Regions from separate parts of the Sus scrofa genome. Here region 1 is linked to region 2. A link is a contact called in public Hi-C data. All regions are on one chromosome and are shown on one strand. The core of a region is the stretch at or near the end of the contact, and the rest is flanking DNA. Distances in the headings are between cores, read along the strand shown.

Evidence for each region. Hi-C and Micro-C count contacts between places; a contact is called where the count stands out from the background.
Region 1: a Hi-C map of epiblast stem cells shows a contact between it and region 2, with 2.3 times the contacts expected there. The contact joins the enhancer-like site here to the promoter of PGRMC2 in region 2. A contact is called at or near these places in 5 of 47 Hi-C or Micro-C datasets (embryonic fibroblasts, epiblast stem cells, fetal heart ventricle and 2 more).

What each region holds. Positions count from the first base shown.
Region 1 is chr8:96,735,039-96,741,749 of Sscrofa11.1, reverse strand. No RefSeq gene overlaps it. Among named protein-coding and RNA genes, the nearest start is that of PGRMC2, 46 kb to the right of the region's middle. Within about 2 kb of position 4,744, at least 6 of the 83 cell types and tissues checked have an H3K27ac peak or open chromatin away from gene starts, as enhancers often do. A contact at or near this core is called in epiblast stem cells, where this site is marked.
Region 2 is chr8:96,691,128-96,697,703 of Sscrofa11.1, reverse strand. PGRMC2 (progesterone receptor membrane component 2) reads right to left here and starts at 4,881. Exons shown (of 4, transcript NM_001097521.2): 1 at 4,708-4,881; 2 at 4,440-4,705. The coding sequence starts at 4,856. LOC102166663 (a long non-coding RNA gene) reads left to right here and starts at 4,136. Exons shown (of 5, transcript XR_002346425.1): 1 at 4,136-4,264.

The DNA of each region.
Region 1 (6,711 bases), core at 3,495-5,994, 44 kb before region 2:
GAAAGAAGCTCTGTTACATGGCAAAGTGGCACTGGGAGGGATCTTAAAGGGTACTAGGAGGGATGGCAAGGCTATATGTAAAGGAAAAATGAGAAGGATGCATAAATTTGCTTTAACTTACATTGTTGGTTTTAGTCCAGCATACAATTGAAATAGCTCTTAAAATTTAAAGCTACTCAAAAGATTGGTTTTAAGTTCCTGCTGTGGCACAACAGGATTTGTGGCGTCTTGGGAGCACTGGGACTCAGGTTCGATCCCTGGCCCGGCACAGTGGGTTAAGGATCTGGCATTGCCACAGCTGCAGCTTAGGTCACAACTGTGGCTCAGATCTGATCCCTGGCCTGTGACTTACAAAATGAAAAAAAAAAAAAAAAAAAAGATTGTTTTTAAGTTGGTGTAATTATTTTATATGTACCATAAATAGCATCTGCTTTATGAATCTCCTCCCTTGTCTTCCGTGTGACTTCTATTTTAAGTAGCTCCAAAATGATGCCAGAGTTAACTAGGTCAACCGGCACCTGTGTTTGTTTCTTTTACAATTCTTTTAAATCTCTCAGAGAATTCAAGACATTAAGTATGGCAATTTCTTTACCTAATACCTCTGATTATGGCGTATACCTATTGATACAGCAGATGAATGCTGGTGGTCATGACTGGAACAGAAAAGCTTGGGAAGCCTATGGAATTGCAAAGTTCATGCCTGGTAAACAGGACAAATGCAGTACCTGGGGTCACTTGACCTTTCCATTACTTAAAATTCAGATTTACCACTAGAGTTACTGTATTTAGGAAGGGATCAGAGAAAGTCACAAGAGAACCATATTTTCATAATTGTTAGCCATTGTTGGTGGGAGTATACATTAGTACAAAAGCTCTATGATTGAAAATTTAGCAGTAGCTTTCAAAATTTTAAGCACATTTACCATTTGACCTAGCAATTCCACTTCTAGGAATTTACCCTGAAAATACAGTCTTTGCACCTGTGTACAAAGATAGACTGACTGATCTCTCCTAATTCCACTGTGTTGTCTTATCCCAGCTTGATCATGATCCCTGATATGCCCCACACAGCTTCCTGCCTTTTGCAGTTTTCCTGGTGTTCCTTCTTCCTCCACTCCATTGCGCCTATTTGCCTTTTCAGGTCCAGATCAAGGTCTGCCTCTCAGAGCCCCTTGCTCTTCTCAGCCCTTTCAGAACTTGTTCTCTGACCCCCACTTTGTGCATGTGGTGCCTGTCTTATTACATCTCTCTTTATGGCTCTAGGCTCTAGTACCTGTGCTTTTCACTCCTAAAGTGATCATTTAAGAAAAACAAGTTCAAGAAAAAAGACCCTATGGACTGCAATCATATAGTTTATATGTGGCAAACAAAGATTTATAACTTGTGATTTACAACATCCCAAATACAATACCGAAGACGGTGTGTGGTGGAGGGACTGAGATGTCCCTTCCCAGGCTGTGGAACTTAGTGTGCAATAATGGACATTTAATCTTTCTCCCCACTCCCATCTCTTGTTTCCCAGGATACTATGGCAATTGTTTGTTCATAGATGCCACATAAGCTCTTAGAGGCAGCTGAGAATTAAGTTGCTTATTAATTCATTTGGTCTTGACCTACATATGGTTGAATAATCACAGGGCCATCTGTCTTCCTTAATTAACATGCAGAGATGAGGAGATTTCTCCCTACCTTCTGTGGATCGCTTGTGAATCTTATCAAGAGGGCCCCTGAAACGACTTGGTGCCAGAGTCCAGGCAATTGCTTATAAGTGAGACTAACAGCTAATGGGGAGGGCTTTTGTTGTTTTCACTTGTTTCGTCTTTTTAAAAAGACCTCCTGTTGTGACTAGCCCTTGCTATTTCACCAGCCAAAGGCAATCTCATAAATGAATAAGCAATAGTGTATTTCAGGTTCAGGAGATGAAATGAGAAATTTTCCCAGATGCCTGTGAACTTCATCTCCCACAGGCTTCTACTTTTCCCAAAGGTCCTCACATTTACCTGTATGAAATAGATGAACTAAAGCAGTTGTATGGGCTGAAAAAAATTTTCCCTTCTTCTCTTCTAGGTTCTTTGTCTATTCTAATAAATTGATGTAAAACAGACCAACGATAGAAAAATGACAATAGTTTAATAACATGTCTACCTCCTGTATATGTGGGGGGTGCCCAGGACAACTGAGTAACTTGCCAAAATGGCTGAACCTCTCACCTTAAATACCATCTTCAGCCAAAGGCAAAATAAGATGGGGGTGGAGAGTCAGTGAATTTACCAGGAAAAGCACAGTAAACAAGGGTAAGGCTCTTAGGCAGATTTGAGTTCTTGCTTTCTCCATAGGTAAGATTTTCTAGTGATTTGGTCATCTTCCATGTATAGAGAGGGAGATACCCTTACAAACAGAAATTTTCCTTATAATTTTTTTTTTTTTTTTTTTTTTTTTTGCTTTTTAGGGCCTCACCCGTAGCATGTGGAAGTTCCACTAGGGGTCTAATCAGAGCTACAGCTGCCAGCCAGAGCCAGAGCCACAGCAACAGTAACACAGGATCTGAACTGCATCTGCAATCTACACCACAGCTCATAGCATCATTGGATCCTTAACCCACTATGTGAGGCTAGGGATCAAACCAGAGTCCTCATGGATCCTAGCTGGGTTCATTATCACTGAGCCACAACAGGAAATCCATAAATGTAAATTTTTTTTTTGCAAAAGGCCAACTTCTACTCAGTTTTCAGGGCTTCTCTCATGTCTGCTGTTTTTTTTGTTTTTTAATATGCCAAAAAGGTATATTTTGGGGTGGCAAAATCTGTGTTCCTTCACAGTCTATTATAGAGTGCTACTTCCTCTTCATTGTTGACATGAATATGATGGGTAAAAAGACTGTCAATTAAAACTAGACAAACCCTTATTTATTTTTTTATTGTAGTATAGTTGACTTACAGTATTATATTAGTTTCAGGCATAAATGTAGTAGTTTGATATTTTTATAGATTATGCTCCATACAAATTATTACAAAATATTAATTATATTCCCTGTGCTGTACATTATATCCTTGTAATTTATTTCATACCTAGTAGTTTGTACCTCTTAATCCCCTTCACCTATTTTGCCCCTCCCCCAACCCTTCTTTCCTCTGTTCTCTGTTTTCTGTTTGTTATGCAACCAAATTTGGGTCCCCTTGCCTACGCGCAGTAAAGCCAATCTTCCTACACCCAGCTGTGGTAAAGGAAAGTGCAGCATTTATTGTAAGACACCAGACAAAGAATCTAGGGCAGCTAATGCTCAAAAAACCTAAACTCTCTGAAGGATTTCAGAGAAGCATTTTTAAAGGCCAGGTGAGGAGTTCCCATCGTGGCTCAGCTGAAGCAAATCTGACTGGCACCCATGAGGACTCAGGTTCGATCCCTGGCCTAGCTCAGTAGGTTAAGGATCTGGCATTGTCATGAGCTTTGGTGTAGGTTGCAGATGTGGCTCAGATCTTGCGTTGCTGTGGTTATGGCCTAGGCTAGCATCTCTAGCTCCAATTCAACCCCTAGCCTGGGAACCTCCATATGCCAGGGTATATGACCAGCTCATGCTCTCTGATTGGTTGATGGTGAGGTAACAGAGCAGTGTCACAGGGGTTAACATTATCAATCCTCAGGCTCCAGTAGGTCTGGGGGCTGCCTGCTCATGGTCATCAGGTAATTAACTTCTTCCTTTGAGTGGGTGTTTAAGCATCTGTAAAAGCACTCACAAAATGAGCATCAGATTGATAGAATTTGCTCCAGAATGATAGAATGGCAGTTTCCTCAGTACCTGCCCTGTGATAGGAAATCATTGAAATAGCAGGTGCTTTACAAATTTACTAAAGCAAAAGTACATATTCAGAGAGAGAGTAAAAAGAGGTCCTACCTCACTTTACAATTGTTTTTATATTCCCATGTTGCAGACCTGAGTGGGGACCAAATTTCTGCTCCAGTCCCACAAATTTTTCCTGTCCCATCCCCCCTGTGCGCTGTGTAAGGGCTGAGTGTTGTTTGATCTCTGTATAGGGCATATTTGATCTTCTGATTGGCTTCCGGCAGGGCAGGATACCTTATTTGCATGGGGAACAGGTTATACAGCCGTGGGAGGAGAGATGGAAGACATTCCTTCCCTAGTAGGGAGTGAGCAGGCCAATTTGCTCAAGGTGGGGGAAGGGGCATTACAGTGAGACTCGCAGAGGCTTTTGTGTTTAATCTCCTTGAAGAGGACTTGAAACCCATAACAAGATTGTGTTATCTAAGTACTTCAGAGAGGAACTAAAGATTCTGTGACTGCCACTTGTCTGATTTACTATTTAAATTCTTACCAGTTCTCCTGGCCCAATTGCTACTTTTGTTGCTACATATTCACATCTGTTCAATCATTAATTCTTTTTTTTTTGTTTTTTGTTTTTTTTTTTTTTTTAATGGCTACACTTGCAATATATGGAAGTTCCTAGGCCAGGGGTTGAATTTGAGCTGCAGCAGCAATCTGCACCACAACTGTGGCAATGCATTATCCTTAAGCCAGTATGCCAGGGCAGGAACTGAATCCATGCCACCTATAGACAATGCCAGATCTTTAACAGGCTTTTGGAACTTAGAGGAGGCCTGGGAGACTACAGCATTTCTACAAACAAGAGACAGGCCAAGGACATGGGATGATCCCCTACATCTACCATTCTGCTGCACATAAACTATTTATGTCACTTGAGCCCTAGTATACCCTGTGAGGTAGCAGGGCAGGTGTAAAGTAAACTGAGCCCTAGAGAGGGGAGATACTTGTTAAGGTCATTGGTTGTAAGCGCAGAGTTGGAATTAGAAACCTGATTCTGGTCTTTTTTTTTTTTTTTTTGTCTTTTTGCCTTTTCTTGAGCTGCTCCCGCGGCAGATGGAGGTTCCCAGGCTAGGGGTCCAATCGGAGCTGTAGCCACCGGCCTACGCCACAGCCACAGCAACTCGGGATCCGAGCCGCGTCTGCGACCCACACCACAGCTCACAGCAATGCTGGATCCTTAACCCACTGAGCATGGGCAGGGATCGAACCTGAAACCTCGTGGTTCCTAGTCAGATTTGTTAACCACTGTGCCACAACAGGAACTCCCTGGTCTCCTTTTAAAGTACTCTTTCTGGAGTTCCCATCTTGGTGCAGTGGAAATGAATCCGACTAGGAACCATGAGGTTGCGGGTTCGATCCCTGGCCTCGCTCTGTGGGTTAAAGATCCAACATTGCCGTGAGCTGTGGTGTAGGTCAAAGATGCAGCTTGGTTCTGGTGTTGCTGTGGCTGTGGCGTAGGCTGGCAGCTATAGCTATGATTCGATCCCTAGCTTGGGAACCTCCATATGCTGTTGCAGCCCTAAAAAGACAAAAGACAAATAAAGTGCTCCTTCAGTTCTACGACCCTAATGGGGTTCCATATACATATAATATATATGTATATACATACAGTACCATAACATCATGACCAGTTATTTGTAATGTGACCACAAGCTACTGTAGGGAGCAGAATTTGCCATCCTAAAATATATCTCTTTGGCATATTCATTGTTTTAGGTTAGTTATTTTCAGATAAACAGCGGACAGGAGGAGGACTCTAAAAAACAAGTGGGATTTGTCTATTGTAAGAAACGTTTACATTTGTAAATTGAAAATGTCCATTTGTAAGGGTATCACCCTCTCTATACCTGGAAGACAGTGACCAATCTTGAGAAACTCTTATCTGTGGAGAAGGCAAGGACTTAAATCTGCATAACAATCTTACCCTGCTTTTCCTGATAACTTTACTTAACTCTCCACCCTCAACATTTTCTTTTGTCCTTAGCTGAAGATGAAGTTTAAGGTGAGGGCTTTGGCCATTTTGGTAAGGTACTGAGTTTCCTGACTTTCTCCCATGTATACATGTTATTATATACATGTTATTTCTCCCATGTATACATGTTACTGAATTTTCTCCTGTTACTGCAACTCATGTCAATTTAACTCTTAGATCAAGGAATTCTCTTCTTCTAGGTCTCCGAGAAGCTGGAAAGGGAGAGGAAAATTTCTTCCTCCCCAACACTGCTTTATACCTCTAAGAGTGCAGAGTGGGCCCGTCTGAATAAAAACACATTGACTGGGACCTTGCTAGAGGTAAAGAACTATGAGAGCATGAGTTTGAATTTTCTCCTTCTTCTCTTGAATGCTTCTGTTGCCAAAACTAGGCCTCTGTCAGCTGTTACCAAATAGAAATGTGGAGACAGTTTTTGAGTGAAGGAGAAAAAGATAGCTTTATTTGCCAGGCAGAGGGGGCCATGGTAGACTAATGTCTTAAAGACTGTGGAAGAGACTGGGAGATGGCTTTATAGTTTGGGGAGTAGAAAAATAGGGCCATTGATAAGGATCAGCATAGAGGCAAACTTGCGTTGTCTTTCAAAGCTGGTGTTTAGTGTCCCCAAGACTGGTTCTGGTGGTCCTCCTTCCTGGAATGAAGAATGATTCATCAAGTAGTTCTCCAGTTTGTTGGGTGTTTTAATTCTACCGAAAGGCTCAAAGATATTGTTATATTCCTTGAGGAGGAACCAGGACCCTGCCCCAAGCCTGCACTATTGTCTCTCTGCTCCTCTCTGGTGTCTGCATTCCCTCCCTTCCCTGATTAGCAACTACCCTTTGGAACTTAGGGAAGGTCATGGAAGCTGAAGCTTATTCCCTAAAAACAAGAAATGGAGGAC
Region 2 (6,576 bases), core at 3,632-6,131:
AGATTAAAAACAATGGAATGATGTTGAACTCAGAGGAGCCAACCAAGTAGGTACCTAGAAATAACTAATAAATTTGAACAGAGTATCAAAATTCATCATACAATTTAGCTGATCCCTTTGTCTTGACTGGCAGGGAATGAATGTGTATGGCATTAGCCCTACAGACCCAGCTGGCTTCAAAGCAAGAAGCTAGGATGAGAGCTAGGTAGTGTCAATAGGACATTCATGAAAGAATAGGTTTGTTTATATGTTGCAACTCTTGCTTCAGCTGTAATTCTACAAACTATAAATAAAAGTTAACATATTAAACATAAAGTTAAAACAGGAGGAAACGCAAGAAAGGTATATATGCTCATTTCCTCCATCTGCTAAATATTAGTTATCTCAAGCAGTACTTTTTCTTTCCAGTGGAATTTAAATAGTACGTTGGAGAAAACACAGCTTTGGAATATGTCAAAGAATACTGTACATGGAATAAAGGGGAAGCTATATAACTAAATATCAGAAATGAAGATAACCATTAGAAAGGTCAATTGTATAGTGTAATTTCTTGCAATTCTAAATAATTAAAAAAACCCACTGTTTTGGTAGAGTTCCATTGCAGTAATACTACCTACAAATTTTATTTATTTAGAAAAAATTTTTTTGGCTGCACCATTGCATATGGAAATTCCTGGGCCAGGGACTGAACCCAAGTCAAAGCTGTGAGCTATACCACAGCTTTGGCAACACAAGATCCTTAACCCACTGCACCACAGTGGGAACTCCTACCTCAGATTTTTAAAAAATTATACTATCTGTTGGAGTCTTCTTCATCTATTATGAAACTAGAAAGTGAAATTATGTTGTGATACAGTGAAAGACACAGCTTGCGAAGCCAGTTGGACTGAGTTTGAGTTCTAGTTTTGCCATAGAACTTTGATTTGGGGCAAAACGTCTCCGAGTTTGTTTCCACATTTGTAAAATGGGAACAATATTTATCTGCTAGGGCTGTTTGAAAATTGAGATAATAAGCTCAAAGTGGAGTTTCTTCCTCCTTCTACCCTGTCCTCATTCTAGAATTAACGCTATTGAACAGAACTCTACTGGAAGGTGAAAATACTCTATCAAGAGCGCTGTCTAGTATGGTAGCCATGTGACTACTAAGCACTTGAAATGTGGCTAATATGACTGAGAAGCTCAAATTCCAATTATATGTAATTTTAATTAATTTAAATTAAAAAAGCCACATGTGGCTTGTGGCTACCCTATCTAATAATATATATTATTATTATTATTATTTTTTAATAGGGCCACACCTGCAGAATATGGAAGGTCCTAGGCTAGGGGTAGAATTGGAGCTGCAGGCCTTTACCCCAGCCACAGCAATGTGGGATCTGAGCAGCATCTGCACCCTACATGGCAGCTTGAAGCAATGCCGGATCCTTAATTCACTAGCAAGATCAGGGATGAGACCCACATCCTCAAGGATACTAGGTGGATTCTTAACCCACTGAGCCACAACAGGAACTCCAACCATATCTACTATATTAAGCAGCACAATAAAGCATTGAAAGTATTTTTCTTTGAGGCTTTAAATCCTTATGGGAACCAGGAGAAGGTATAAAAAAATAAAGCAGGGAGATTCTCTGTAAATTTATTCCAGAATGCAGTTTACCTGAAATAGGGTAGATAGGCTTTGTGGTCATATATATCTGTGTTTAAATGCCATGTCTGTGTGACCCAAACCAATTTACCCCAAATTGCTAACACTCGGGCTCTCCATCTGAAGGATAGGAATATTCACTAAACTTACTGAACTAAAAGCACTGTGGAGATGACAAATTAATGGATTTGAGGTAGTAGCTGCTTAACAAATCTGGCTTTCTTTCCCCTCCCACATTCATTGTTTCCAACATGATCACTTTCCTCAAACTCTGGGCAAGTGCCTGAACTGTGCTAAATTTAATATCGACAAATGTAGTTAATGCCAACTGTTTGCCAATATATGTTTACTCCATTAAATGAAACTGCCAATATTTAGTTTTTTAAGAACCTAAACTTTAAAAATTATGACTAAAAAGAAAAATACTTTCAACAGAGAAAAAGCCTCACAAAACAAACTTTCAACTCTATTATTGAGAAACGGGAGTAGATATTGGCTAGGCATAGAAACTAGGTTTTCTGGCTGCCTTAATTCATTCAAGCTACTAAAAGTCCCAGATAAGGATTACTGCTTCTGAATTATCCTGCTACAAAATTTCTTAGTTGATTTGAAGATGAAAATAAAAAAATTAAAACCAAAACTGAACTTATGTTTGTTTTTATAACCAGAAATATACCTTGAAGACTTATGGCAAGTGTTATATCTTCTCTTAATGTGAAATATCAACATATTCCAAGCCCAATAAGATGTTCTGGCTACCTTTAAGATTCCTTTCAATAATGAAATATTCCAAATATCTTTATTAGGTTGTTAATCAAATACTTATAATGAAATAATTGATTATCACTCAGCCTCTTCATCAGGACTGGAAATTGGTGGAAGTTAGCCTAAAATTGACTTCTCTTGTATCTGAGGAACTCCGTCACTAGCTCAAGCCACACAAAGGCTATCTACATAATAACTACTACTCTTATCTTAATTTTAAAATGTCTGTTGCAGAACTTTTGCCACTGGATACTGCCAAACTGTGTCTACGACTGTTTCTCTTAACTTTTTTTTTTTCAGATAGTGGCAAGGCATAATGTGTGAAGACTAGTATGCTTCTTTGCACTAATATTTTGGTTGCTTCATTGTCATTTTAGATAGGGACTACAGAGGCAGATATTTTTGGTTGGGTAAATGCTATATTAAAAATCTAAACCTGTACACAATTTCTAACCACAGAACACACATTCTGTGCGAATCCTTGACTTAAAAAATATATCAAATAAAATATTTAATTTGGTCTGTCCGTTTAAATAATGTACTTTGGCCGTATTGTATTATCCCACAAGCTCTTTTAAGTAAACACACAAAAATAACTATTTCAGCTGATATGAGTTGGAAGACTTCTGGTTTTCATTTTACTTAACCAGAAGCAAGTAGTTTATCTATGACTTGCATTGAACATAGATATGCACACAAAATACAAGCAACTAAGAATCTCCACTTTCTTATTTCTATTCCAAATAACAAACAACACACCAAAGCACTTCTAAAGTATCTTCCTGCCACTAAGCACAGAAATCAGAAGTATATACTAATTTGCAATTGTCAATAAATCACACATACTAACAGATTAAGAGGAAATCAACTTGTTTTTAGACTTACCCTGGCTTGGATGTATTCTTTTGAATAACAGGTCACTTTAAGTCTCTAATTTTATTATTTTTATTGTAGCCACTTTTTAAAAATTTAGAATAACTACAAAACCAGCATGTACAATGTTGCTCAATTTTATGGTATGCCAACAAGTTCCATGAGTCTGAAGTTTATTAGTGTTATCTGGAAATGTATGTTATAACTACATTGCAAAAGAAGGGTTTCTAAACCAGCAACCTAAATATACACAGCTCTCTAAACGCAAAGTTCCAAAAACTTTTGGCTTGCAAAACTGGTGCGGGGTGGGGGTGGGGGGGTATGAATTTATAGCTCTTTTTTTTTCCTCAGTGAAAATACAATAAGTCATAATCAACGTGTATTTGAATACCTGCCTTCCTACTACCAAAAAAAAAAAAAAAAAAAAAAGAAAAAGAGAAAGAAACCGGACAGGCATGCCTGCTAGGTATATGAGCTCCACCCCCAAAACTCAGGGCGAATACCCTTGCCAGTATTTACTAGGATCTGCATTCTGGTATGCTTCATCTCACATTCATTGTTAATCTTGGAAAGCGTCTCCATACTAAAACTATTTTTTTTTAAGGTTGAAGTGTTGCTTATGTACCCGGACTTCATAGAGGGTTGGGACTTGGAGCTACGTGTACCTAAACGTGGCCCTATGAGTACTAGTAGAGAGAAAAGGGACATCAGTGGCAAAAAAAGAGTAAAGAAAGGAAAGCTGTGAATTACAGGGCCAAAAACTTTAGGTCCCTACTTTAGAAATTTTCCTTCTCTCCTGCCCACTACCATCCCAGGAGCTACAGTCTGAGGGCCAAGGTGACTGACGACAACTAAAAGGATTTTTTAAAACTCAGCACAAGAAAAAGCTGCGAGAAGAGTTGGGAAGAGAGAAAGATAAGAACTGAGAGCTGGTTCCTGGGACAACACTGGGACCCCGACTTCGGGGGAGAAACGCTGGAGGTGCCCGCGGCTGGGCTGGGTTGGGGACGGGCTGTCTCAGGTGCGGCAGACAAGGCGCGGGGGTCCAGATGTCGAGAAGGCTGCCAAACTAACCCGGTGCCCACGGGCCCTCCCATCAGAGGGGGGTCGCGCTTGATCTGCAGGGGGTCCTCACCCTCCCCTTCCAACTCCTCACCCGGGCCGTAGAACTTGCTGCCTTTGGTCACGTCGAAGACTTTCCCATTGACCGCGAGTAGGATGCGCGGCGTGCGGGACCCGTCATACTGGCGCAGCTGCTCCAAGCTGAAGTCCCGCTTCTTCATACGAGGCAGAGAAGCGGCTGGGCTCTCCTCGCCTGCCCCGGCTCCGGCGCCCAGACCCCGCCGCCCCCAGCGCACCCACAGCCGGTAGGCCCCCAGCAGCACTAGCGCCACCAGCGCCACGTTCAGCAGCATCTCCCCGCCCCCGTCAGAAGCGCCAACGCCGCTGTCGCCCAACCGCCCCCTTCTGCTGCCTCTCCCGCGCCGCCTGGGCTCTCGCTGCTGCCGTCGCTGCTGCTCTCGCTGCCACTCCCTAGGGTGCCTAGCTTCACGTCCCCATCACCCGCCGCCATCACTGCCCGCCAGCGCCTTCCTCCTCCTCCCCGCCCCCTGCCCGCCCCAACCTCACGGGGGCCCCGCCCATATGGGGGCCTCTCAGCCAATAACGTGAGGGTAGGGGGCGGGGCCAGATGGGCTCCCGATTGGGTGTTGACGGGGTAACGTTGTCTAGGATCCCTCCTCCACCTCCCTTCTTTTGCAGGCCGCGCTCGCGTGCGGCGCCCCGCCTACCTCGCCCCACACTTCCCTGCTTTTGCCCGTCATCTCTTCTAGTTGAAGTAGAAGGGGCGGTCCTGAAAAGATGCTGCGCGGGACGCGCGCGCGCATAGGCGGGGCAAAATTACTGCGCGTGCGCGGGTTCCGGGGCGCCACGCGCTCTCCTTTCCAATGCAACCCCTTCGGAAGGCACGCTCCGCCCAGTCCCCTCGCTGTGCGCGTGCGCCTAAAAGTCTCTTCCCTTCCCAGGCCTGGGTTGGCGTCCGCGAGCAGTTGCCTGTCTCTTGTCGCTCCGCCCGTGAGCTTCACGTGCGCCGAGGCTGCTGCTGAGGCGGGGCGGTCCCGGATTCCTTTCTGAGGGCATGAGTGGCTAGTGCGAGGCCTCGGCATAGTATTAACTGCTTTCGCAAATCGGTGAGGGGTGTCTCTCCCCTTGGACGCCGTCGCGCCCGTCCGGAAGCTATGAGCGTGGGCACTCAGGCAAAGCTACCGCCAGAAGTTTTGGCGATGAGCTGGTCTCCTGGCGCAGAGAGTGTACATAGAACCCGCATTGGAATTGTTTGGCAAAAGGAATCTACGTGCTGTCTGCGACAACGAGTAGCCACTCCCCAGTGGTTTTGGCCAAGGCTACTCTTGTCCAGTTTTCTTTCAGGTTTCAGTCTAAAGGTGTTATTCCTTAAGTCGTAATTTCTGGGGCGGTAGGGAAGTAGATGGGATAAGGTGGCCCTTCAATTCATTAGTTTAGCTTTATTTACAGTTTCTTTTCATCTACCTGGGCGTTGTAGAGTCTTAGCCTCACGTCCTTAAAATTCGGGTATAAGTGTCACCTGTGAAGCCTCATTCTGGATCTTTCACCTCACGCGCGCTCTCTTCATTTCACATACTCCCTTAGGCCTGAGTCTGTTTTTCTGCGTCTCAGTCTATGCCCCGCCCCGCCAAGCTGCTGTAAACTACTCTTGTGGTGAATGAAGGTTGTATCAGGGGAGTAACGGTTTCCGTTTAATCTTGAGGAATTGATGAGATGGAGGAGAGACGTGGGGGAGTATGGTATGCATATTAGGGAAACTAAGTGGTCCACTTTGGCTTTAAGTACTGAAGAGGGGCAAAGTCTGGAAAACTGAAATTTTAGTCTTTTGTATCAAGGGGTAGACTTGGGCTTTATATTGCCGGTTTTGGAGAAGCCACTGAAGATATTGAAGGGGCAAGTGACAGATGAGAGCTCTAGAGAGATTATCTACTGGGATTAGTATGAAAGATTGGAGTGGGGAAAAGAATGGGAAACCAGTTAGTAGGCTTCCGTATTTGTGCAAGAAGTGAGGGCTCACAGAACTAATTGTGCCATGAGAGCAAGGGTCTGCAGGCTTTTCTTTTTTTAAAGGGCCAGATATTAATATTTTAGGCATATTTGTCATAATTACTGAACTCTGCCTTGTAGTGAGAAAGCCTCTATTGACAGTATTTAAAGGAGTGAGCATGACTGTACCCAGTAAAACTTTATGAACACTGAAACTTCAATAT